2 separate regions of the Ovis aries genome follow, and region 2 is linked to region 1. Evidence: chromatin contacts called from public Hi-C data. All regions are on one chromosome and are shown on one strand. The core of a region is the stretch at or near the end of the contact, and the rest is flanking DNA. Distances in the headings are between cores, read along the strand shown.

Region 1 (4,997 bases), core at 1,571-4,070:
AGGCTCCTCCGTCCATGGGATTTTCCAGGCAAGAGTGCTGGAGTGGATTGCCTTTCCTTCTTCAAGGGATCTTCCCAACCCAGGAATTGAACCCGGGTCTCCCGCAGACACTTTACCATCTGAGCTACCAGGGAAGCGGAGGAGTTGAGAGATAATCAAAACTGGGTTAGACACAGGGGGCCTAGCCTGACACCCTGTGACGACCTAGAGGGGTGGAAGAGGATGAGGGAAGGAAGCTCAAGAGGGAAGCTATAAATATATATGTTTATCTACATATTTATAGCTGATTTGCATTGTTATATGGCATGAATCAATACAACACTGTAAAGCAATTATCCTCCAATTTAAAAACATTTTAAGTGAAAAAAATATGAAAAAGAGATGACTTCTCCATCAAATGGGCAGTATTCTTGGCCTTCCCTTGTGGCTCAGCTGGTAAAGAATCCACCTGCTATGCGGGAAACCTGAGTTTGATCCCTGGTTTGGGAAGATCCCCTGAAGGGAAAGGCTACCCACTCCAGTATTCTAGCCTGGAAATTTCCATGGACTGTACAGTCCATGGGCTTGCAAAGAGTTGGACATGACTGAGCGACTTTCACTTTCTCCAATCAGACAAAATAACATAAAATATCATCCAAATAAATAAAAGAAAACCATTAAATGCTTACTATTTGCAACCTGAAAAAAAAACACTCGGTTAGAGGATGTTATCTGACAGATGCTGTGGAAGCTGGAGGTATAGAGAACACTTTAAGAGGCTGAAGAAAGAATACAACAATGGGTGGATGAGGACAGAGAAATGAAAGGATAACTTTATGATGAATCCTGAATCAGATGATAGAGGCTTTTGACCTTCAACATTCATATGTCCAAGAATAGCCAATTAAGGATCTGGGAGGTTTCTGACAAGGAACTAAGAACCGGTCGGGGAGAGGCCAGCGCTGTGACCTGCTGCATAAAAGAAACAGACTGGCTTAGCTGCAGACCTGAGTGTTCCTGTCGACACTGCCGTCTTTTGAGGGGATTCCCCCCTCTTTTGAGTCTGTTGTGACCGAGCTGTGTGTTTAGTTTCCATTTTTGCCTCCTCTTCAGGCTTTACCACAGGAGAATAACCTCTCCATTCTAATCAGAAATGAATTATTTATACTATGAATACTCTGGGTGCCTGCCTAATTTATTTATTTTTCAAATAATTCATCTGAATAGGAATTCACACAAGACAGGGCAAACATAATTCTGGCATAAATGCCTTTCCCCAACTGTTGCCTGATTTTAATGATTCCAAGGTACAGAATGGCTTTGTCATTATCTGTGGAGCCCGAAATCTATCTCTGCACACTGGTTAGATGCCAGGTGCCTGCATCTGACTGTCAAGGTTTGCAGTATCAGACCCCACCACCTGACCTTTATAATTTTACCTTCTGCTATGACTTTCCTCACTAGTCCAAATTCCACTCATTCATCCTCCAAGGCCCAGATGACTGCCTCCTCTATGAAGCCATCCCTGGTTCTCTCTTAAGGGGAAAGGCCCCTCATGCTTCTGAATTTTCCGAGTTTTTGCTTTTACAGCCTTCACTGCACTCTAAGCTCCCCCAAGAGAAAACAGTATCTACAAAGTGCTCTCAGGGGAAATGCCCAGGGAGAGCCACCCACCCTGTTTCACTCCAGTGGAGTTGCTTATTGGGGTTCGTCCAATACAGCTCAAGCAGTCAGTATCTACAAAGTGCTCTCAGGGGAAATGCCCAGGGAGAGCCACCCAACCTGTTTCACTCCAGTGGAGTTGCTTATTGGACGAACCCCAAGTAAAGAGCATGTTGTTATTGTTTAGTTTTAAGTTGTGTGTTACTCTTTTTTGGGACCCTATGGACTGTAGCCCACCAGGCTCCTCTGTCCATGGAATTTTCCAGGCAAGAATACTGGAGTGGGTTTTCATTTCCTACTCCAGGGGATCTTCCTGACCCAGAGATACACCAGGGGACCTTCCTCACCCAGGGATGGAACCAGTGTCTCTTGCACCTCCTACATTGGCAGGTAGATTCTTTAGCAACGAGCCACCTGGTAAGCCATCACATACTTGATGATCCTCCAGAGGACCTCGCTCCCAGGCTGACCTTTCCAATTCCTTCGGTCCCTCACATCTGTGTGCCTTCCAGTTGATAAGAGTCAGATCATTATTCCCAGTGATTCTTACAAAGGCCAAGGGATGCATGCAAGGCAGGTGTTACTTTTCAGAGGTCTGGGGCTCAGGATCGCTATGATTTGACCTAGGCCTCCTAACTCCAAGTGCAGTGGAGTCTGAGACGTGCAAGTTGTCTGAAATTGAAGGAAACAGGGCTTTTAAATAATCTGTTATTTTAGAGCACACACATTTATATATTCTAAAGGTGTTTTGTGAACTGCAGTATCAGTAGCTGACAAAAGGCAACTCCAAGCATTTGATGAAATCTAACCAATGATACAAAGGGTAGTGAAATGGGGACTTGGAAGGCCTAGGCCCACGTGCAAGCTTGCCATCCACAACTGTCGATTCCCAGTGGTCCTCCCACAGGCTGTGCACTAGCAAAAGCGTTGGCTGTTCGTGGCACCGCAAGGCCACCATACACCAAGGGTACGCTATTCCAGCAAGCGGAATCCCAAAGCCTGACGACAGGTGTGATGGGTGATCCTACACCTGCCCTGCGGCGGCAAACCGCTGCCAGGACTTGGGCGGCATCACCTGACCCTCCGCGGGATTACCGAGAGGCGGTGCGGCCGCGTCTCCCTCACGTGACCGGGCTCGGCGGCGTCGACCGCGTCACGCTCCGCCCAGAGCTCCGGGTCGGTCAAGGTCTGCGCCTGCGCCGGCTCGCAGGCTCACCAACCTGCTGGCGGGCCGCTACCGGGCGTGGAAGCCGGGCGCCCGCGGCGATGGGTGAGTGGGGAGGCAGGCGAAAGGAAATCACGGGGTTCCCCCGACCTCCGCGTGGAGTGCGTGAGTGGAAGCACGAAGGAGGCTCTGAGGAGGCCGTCTGCCCGGCCCTCTGGCTCGGTTGCTCGGCGCCCACCCCCTTCCGCGCGCGCGCGCGCTGCCTCCCCTCGGTGCGCCCCGCTGTTCCCGCGCGCGCCATCCCGGGTGGGGTCCGCAGTCGCCGGGGCCAGCTCTACGCTCCCTGCCCTGCCGCCCGCCACCGGGCTTTTCCGGGCCGAGGGCGCCGTCTGGCTGCTGGGAAGAGCCTTTTCGGCAGAGGAGGCTCTGCGTTCATCTGGGCGCGCCCCGGGCGGGGAGGTGCCTCCCGGCGAGCCCTGAGAGCTGGGCGGGGAGGGGCCGGGCTTTGCCTGAGTCCCGGGAGAGCGGCGCTGGGACCTCTGAAGGGCCCCTGCTATCGCGGGGCCTGGGGTTCCAGGACCTCTGGTTCCGTTGAATGTCAGGGACTGGAGAGGCCTGGAAGATCCGGTCCACTCCCCTCCCCTCCCACTTAACCACAGACCGGGGAAATGGACGCCAGGGGAGCGGTAAGTTCAGCTACCCTGCCAAACAATGCTTGTTCTGCGACACCATGTTGCTTCGCGTTGCGAGAAACTCCGTTGTACTAGGCTGGTTTTTTACCGTGATGGTAGGGAAGTGGGGGTGGGCATTGTTGTGAATTGAACATCTCTGTACCAATTACTAAGCTTATCTAGTAGCTTACCTAGGTGGAGCGTGTCGATGCCTCAGCAGTATTTACGCTTTTCTTTTTTGCCACTTACAGCTGTGCACATCTGGTCTTAATCCCCACCTGCAAGCAGTGAAACAGAAGCCCTTAAAGTAACTCTGTAGTGCCCTTGTTTTGAAGAATTCCATAAAATCAAAAGATGTCAGTACTGGTTGGGCCCGCTAGTGGTTCTAGAGCACAGGTTAGGCGCTTTGGATCTGGAGTCACCTCGAGTGCATCCCAGGGAAAGATCACAAGCTGTTACCTTTAACAGGCAGTGGATTTATCTGGTCTCTCCTTTGGTAGATTAAAGTTAGCCTAGAGAAGTGGAATTTTTAAATTATAGACATTGCTTTGTATTTATAGTAGCAAGATAGTGTCCTAACTAGGACTAGAACCCAGATTAATCTTGCTCTGAATGCTGACTCAGACCTGCTGACTTGTGGGAGTCAACATCCTTTGAGAATTACAGTTGTTTTCTCCCCAGTTTTTGCACAAAGACCTTTGTGCTGGCTCACATCTCGGTCTTATCCCGTGGGCTGTAAATTACAGTGAGCATTTAGACTTTACACTGTTTTCTTCTGCCGCAGAAGTTTGATTGACTCTTGGAGTTTAATGAAAGTCAGCTTAATTAACTTTGTTTCCTAATGTTGACATAGGTTGAGTGTTTTAGGTAGGAAACAAATGTAAAATTATGGCAAATAAGTTTTGCAATAAATTGCAAAGAATTATTTGTGTTAAAGAATTTAAATATACAGATCAGTTTAGCAAAGAAACTTAGTCATGTTCACACTCTAGATAAACATACAAAATTTTAAATTTTGCTACAGAAGAATATCCTGCACACTAGCCTTCCTTCTGTTGCTAAATTGAGAACCTGTTCACACTATCCTGGTGTGTAGGATGAAATGAGGGGAAAAGCTGTAAATCTATGACGTCTGGAAAGATTTCATTATATTCCTTTTTCCTAAGGCCAGGCTTATTTTTTAAAAATCTGAAACCCTAAATGTACACATGTTCTTCAGATTTCTTAAAATAATTCAGTACAGTAGTCCTTAAGAAATGACTGGCTTCTGTTAGCCACAGTTTTCTGTTTGTTTAATAACAGACCCAAAGAGTCATGACAAAACTAGTTGAAGTACTTTCATTTGCAAAATTTTGTAACGTAATGCAAGTACCATTCCAGTAAGTAAGAGTGAACATGAACAAAATTTTGTTGTTCAGGTGTACAAGTATCTTGGTTTGTGTTATCAAGGATGTATATTGTTAAATAGCTTGTAGGTTGTGACTTTATAATTTAGATTGTTATGTGTTTTGTATGTAAAA
Region 2 (5,309 bases), core at 1,886-4,385, 300 kb after region 1:
TTATTTCCCAATCATGAGTCATCTCACATCTCTGACTTTGCAAATACAAATTCCTCCCCAGTGATAGAAATTAAGGTTAATTATTTTATGGGTAGTCTGTACACAATGAATGCTTGTGTGCAGTACCATCTGGGAAGCTGAGGCAAAGGAAATAGCTCTTGAAACCCTCCTGGGGTTGAAATGAAAAACAAGACAGGTTGTGACATCAACTACCATTTGATCAGACTAAATAACACAAATATCAATATTAAATTATGTGCGCATACTTTTTATTTTTGCCTTCTGTGGCAAAGCACAGGGAATTCTTTGCTTTTAGCCTTTCATGCAAGATTATAAAGAAAGAACAGGAAAGACAGACACAGAATTTCAGCATTTTAGAACTGCAAGTGACTTTAAAGATTTGACTCAAGTCCCTCATCATTTCAATGAGGAACAAAATGAGAGGTCCAAGATGTGAAAAAGCTAATTCCAGTATTAACTTCCTGAAGCATGGTCTCTCAATTTACCTCACCTATGTCAACCATAATTGGACAATACCACCACTTACATACCAAACAAACAAGCCAAAAAAATAAAAACCATGAAAAGAAAAAACAAATAGCCAAACCTCTTTTACTGTTTCCTCCATTACAACTAGAGGAGCCATGCAAAGGGGAGAGAGTTAACCAGGATGAACGTTTCTGAGACAGGAACTGTTCACCTTCCAGCCTGCATCCAGAACCAGTTCCTCACCCCAAGACACAGCTGCGCCATATTGCCACCCACTACTTTCCTGTCTACAAGAAGGCAAGCACCAGACCTTTGGAAGAGAACTGTCATGAGAGTAACACTGTCCTTTAACAAATCAGCCACGAATTACCATATCATCAAATAAACCTTGGATGAATAAAACGCAAATGCTAACAATCTGTTCTTTTTCACGAAGAAGCATGATTTTCTATTAATTTCCCCCCTCTTTGGTTCCCTATGAATCCAGGGAAGTTACTCAAGAGCACCTTAGCAAAGAAAAAAATGGGTAGTTCCATATGAGAACGGTTTATCTAAATTCAGTCAGCATTAGAGACCCAAGTTACTGGAATCACTTAAGAACTCACCCCTTTCCAATCCGGATGTGGGATGCTATATTCTTCCTACCATGGGAAACACACACATTGGCCATTCTGATAGCTCACCACATCTGATAATATTTTGATGTCCATACCCTCCAGACCAGAACACCCTAGATGATATAATTAGAATTCAAATGCACAGACTGTTAGAAGCGAAAGGGACTCTCAAGAGAATTGAATCATATCTCCTCTCTTTATAACTGAAGAAACACAGCTGCAGTGGAACAGAGTCTTGTCCCTCCTCACATGGCTAGGAGAAGGCAATGGCACCCGACTCCAGTACTCTTGCCTGGAAAATCCCATGGACGGAGGAGCCTGGTGGGCTGCAGTCCATGGGGTCGCTAAGAGTCGGACACGACTGAGTGACTTCACTTTCACTTTTCACTTTCATGCATTGGAGAAGGACATGGCAACACACTCCAGTGTTCTTGCCTGGAGAATCCCAGGGACGGGGGAGCCTGCTGGGCTGCCGTCTATGGGTCGCACAGAGTCGGACACAGCTGAAGCGACTTAGCAGCAGCAGCAGCAGCACATGGCTAGATAATGGTAGTGCCAGATCTGAAGGCTATGTCTCCAGTCTTCCGGTTCAAGCTCTTTCCACAGCACCTGCTACTTTCCAGCATCACTGCAGGCTTTCTAAACACTCTCAAAGGGTGAGGTGGAGCTCTTCCTTGGGAGTCAGCCCCTCCCATTTCAGAGCTGCCTCTGCTCTTCCATTGCATGAATTATAGATGCAAGAAATTACTAAAGCCTAAATAGGCAGATGAGTTCCCTTTCTCGACCCATTCTGTCAATCAGGAAGGTGGTCGGTCGGCAACACTTAGAGTTATCAGTTCCTCCGATAGTTAAATTCTTGTTCTAATTCATCTAAAATCCACTGTCACTATGCATTGTGCATAGCACACTGAAGAAGGAGCATTCTGGTTTTGAAATATGTGACCAGTTCAGTCATCTGGTTCGTGTCTAAGAATTATATATATGGCTGATTGGCGTGCATAATTTGGGGCAGCATCCTTCTAACAACTGTTTGATGATTCTTCGACAGGAAATCTGGCTGCATTAAATTCCTTCCTTCTGGCCCCAGAGATGTCCATCTAAGCAGCTAATGGCTAATACGACTAACAGAGGAACAACAGAGTTCACAGGAAAGAGAATTCAACTTGACATTATAATTATTTGCATTAGAACCTTGTCTCTGTCCATCACCAGCAGACCGACTTTAATACTGGTGGTTTCTAAGCCTCTCCCGTAATCTGTAAATCTGTAAGATGTTGAACAGATATAAACTTGATTCATATATAAGTTATTATTGGTCCAATACTATACTTTGACAATACTATCAAATTATGGTATTGGACCAATACCATAATTTGATGATCGGTTAACTCCAGAAATGAGAAGACAACAATAATATGGAAAATGTTAAACACTCTGTGTCTGGGATCCTACCAGTCTAACTAGGTGTAAAACCCTGCTCAGCAACTAATCAGTTGTGTAATCTTGAGCAAGTTTCATCATTTTTATCTTTTATTTATCATTAAAAAGTTCAAAAATACTCAAAATAGAAGGCCGGGATTAACTAAAGTGATACACTATCACCAGCTTAAGTAATTTTCAGTATTTTGCTAATATCCTTTCATCTCTCCCAACACTTCCCCCGCTCCGAGGTATTTTAAAACACATTTGGGCAAGCTGTTGTTTTAAAGATCTCTGTGCGTCAGTTTTCTCATCTAGGAAATGAAGATTATAACATCAAATTCATGGGGTAGCACTGTACTGAGTATTCCGTACTATTACTATTTATGATGGTACCTATGCACACCTCCTCCCCCTTCAGCTACGCGCACCCGGTTCAGGACAGAGGTTGTTAAACAAAAGGCCTGGAAGAACAGGAGTCCTGCGTCGCTAAGACTGCGAGCACCCTCTTCAGGCCACCCTCCTTCAGAACAGCTCAATTTAAGGAGGAAGTTTGTCCTTCGCAGGCTCTCGTCGCCACGCGTAAAAATGAGGGGCGGGAACAGGAAATGGGTTGGGCCGAATTCCGGGCGCCGGGAGGCTGCGGAGAAGATCCGAGAGGTTGGCAGCTGGGAGCCGTTAGCGAGAGCTGAGATGTTCCGGATCGAAGGCCTTGCGCCGAAGCTGGACCCAGAGGAGATGAAACGGAAGATGCGCGAGGATGTGATCTCCTCCATACGGAACTTCCTCATCTATGTGGCCCTGTTGCGAGTCAGTAAGTACCCTCCGGGCTGTGGCCGCGAGACGCAGGGAGCTCGCCGCCACCTGCCCACCCGGCTCTGGTCCCACCGGCCTTGTGGGGGCCTTGGAGCAAGAGCTAAGCAGTTGTGAGGAACAAGAGCTGTGCACGCTGAGGGCGGCGGGCGCAAGCGGGCAAGGCTTAGGATTTACGGGTCAGGGTGGGGGTACCAAGTGCACGCGGCGAGCCGGACCACGAGGTTAATCACTCAGCCCCTCCTTAAGGACGATTGAGTTGAAAGAGCCTCTAAGGTTTGCGGGTGCGATCCCTGGGGTCGCGAAGATCCCTTGGAGAAGGATATGGGAACCCACTCCAGTATTCTTGCCTGGGAAGTCACATGGACAGAGAGCTAAAGTATATGGGGTCGCAAAGAGTCGGATGAGACTTGGCAACTAAACAAAACTAACTTAATCCCCAGGAGCAAGCCCCTCGTTTTGCAAACAGAAAAGCTGGTATCTAGAGTGGAGCAATAGCTGGCTCAAGGTCATTCAGCGATTCAGTGAATGATCTTGACCTAGAATCGAGAGTTCTTAACTGACTGCCAAGTTTCCTTCCATTAGTGCTAACCTTTAAAATCTAGATTTTGTTCCTTTTATTTGTAAAGAGAGTGAAATAGGTGATTACTTTTTCTTTTTTTTTTTTTTAGAAGAAGAAAGGATCGATAGAGTTAATGGTAATACCTGAACATTTATTTGATTTTTACGTTTGGTAGAAAATATTTGCATTGCCTGATTTTGGCCTAAGTCTCTGTATATCCTCTTTGCAAATAAGAACTCCATTTTCAGAAGGGACTTTCGCCAAGTAGTAGAATTATAGGCACACAGTACTGGAGCTAGATACAGTTTTATAGATCAGTGCTCTGGTTTTACTGATAGGAATCTCAGAAGTGAATTGCCCCTGTTGCTAGATTTCTAGTTCAGTATACTTTTTCATTGTTCCTTGTTCTGTATTATTGATAGGTCTGGATAGAGAGGAAGAGTTGATTCAGATAAATGGCGACCATACCACGGTCATCTTGTGTAAGGCTCATGTTAGGCCTAAGGCCAGAGTTCTTGAGGTCGGGTCTCTTTTACTCTGTCCTTCACTGTGTGTGGTGTTACTCTGCTTCCCCAGGAGAGGGAGCCCTTGGAAAACGGAAACTACCGTCATTTTGCTCCTTCAACAGCTTGCAACTCTCAACTTGACTAATTTCCTCCTCTTGCCTTTTTTTTTGGTTGACTTAGTTGCCAGTGAAACATTTGCTGCTTTTCAATGACCTTTGTGTTTGAGACGAATCAGTTTAAAAACAAAACAAAAGAGAATACTGATCCTTGAAAGTGACAGTGAAGTCGCTCAGTCGTGTCCGACTCTTTGTGAGCCCACCAGGCTCCTGCGTTCATGGGATTCTCCAGGCAAGAATACTGGAGTGGGTTGCCATTTCCTTCTCCAGGGGATCTTCCCAACCTAGGGATTGAACCCAGGTCTCCCGCATTGCAGGCAGACACTTTAACCTCTGAGCCCCGAGGGAAGCCTTACCACTTTTTAAATTGAGATGTAATTTGCATGTTATCCACTTAACCCATTTAAAGTATACAGTTCATTGGTTCTTTGTGTAGTCAAGAGTTGTGCAACCATCACCACAATCTATTTTAAAACATTTTCTTCCCTTCTGAAAGAAACACCATGCCCATTAGGTGTCATTCTCCCATTTTCCCCCTTCCCTAGCCCCTGGCAACCACTAAGGGACTTTTTGTCTTTAGAGGTTTCCCTATTCCAGATACTTTTTATAAATGGAACTGTACAGTATATGACCATGTCTAGCATAATGTTTTCAAGGTTTGTCCATACTGTAGCATGTATCAGTATTTCCTTTTTATTGCCAAATACTATTCCATTGTATGGATATACCACAGTTGATCCATTCTTTGGATGACTGTTACTTTTTTTTCTGATAAGAATTGGGGTTT

Evidence for each region. A called contact is a pair of places that touch in the nucleus more often than the background predicts.
Region 2: a contact with region 1 is called in a Hi-C map of liver, with 3 times the contacts expected there. The contact joins the promoter of TOMM5 here to the promoter of SLC25A51 in region 1. A contact is called at or near these places in 4 of 16 Hi-C or Micro-C datasets (hypothalamus, liver, muscle and 1 more).

What each region holds. Positions count from the first base shown.
Region 1 is chr2:50,872,303-50,877,299 of ARS-UI_Ramb_v3.0, forward strand. SLC25A51 (solute carrier family 25 member 51) reads left to right here and starts at 2,821. Exons shown (of 3, transcript XR_009599199.1): 1 at 2,821-3,492. LOC132659163 (a long non-coding RNA gene) reads right to left here and starts at 3,758. Exons shown (of 2, transcript XR_009599201.1): 1 at 3,669-3,758.
Region 2 is chr2:51,174,345-51,179,653 of ARS-UI_Ramb_v3.0, forward strand. TOMM5 (translocase of outer mitochondrial membrane 5) reads left to right here and starts at 3,136. Exons shown (of 2, transcript XM_060409289.1): 1 at 3,136-3,339. The coding sequence starts at 3,219.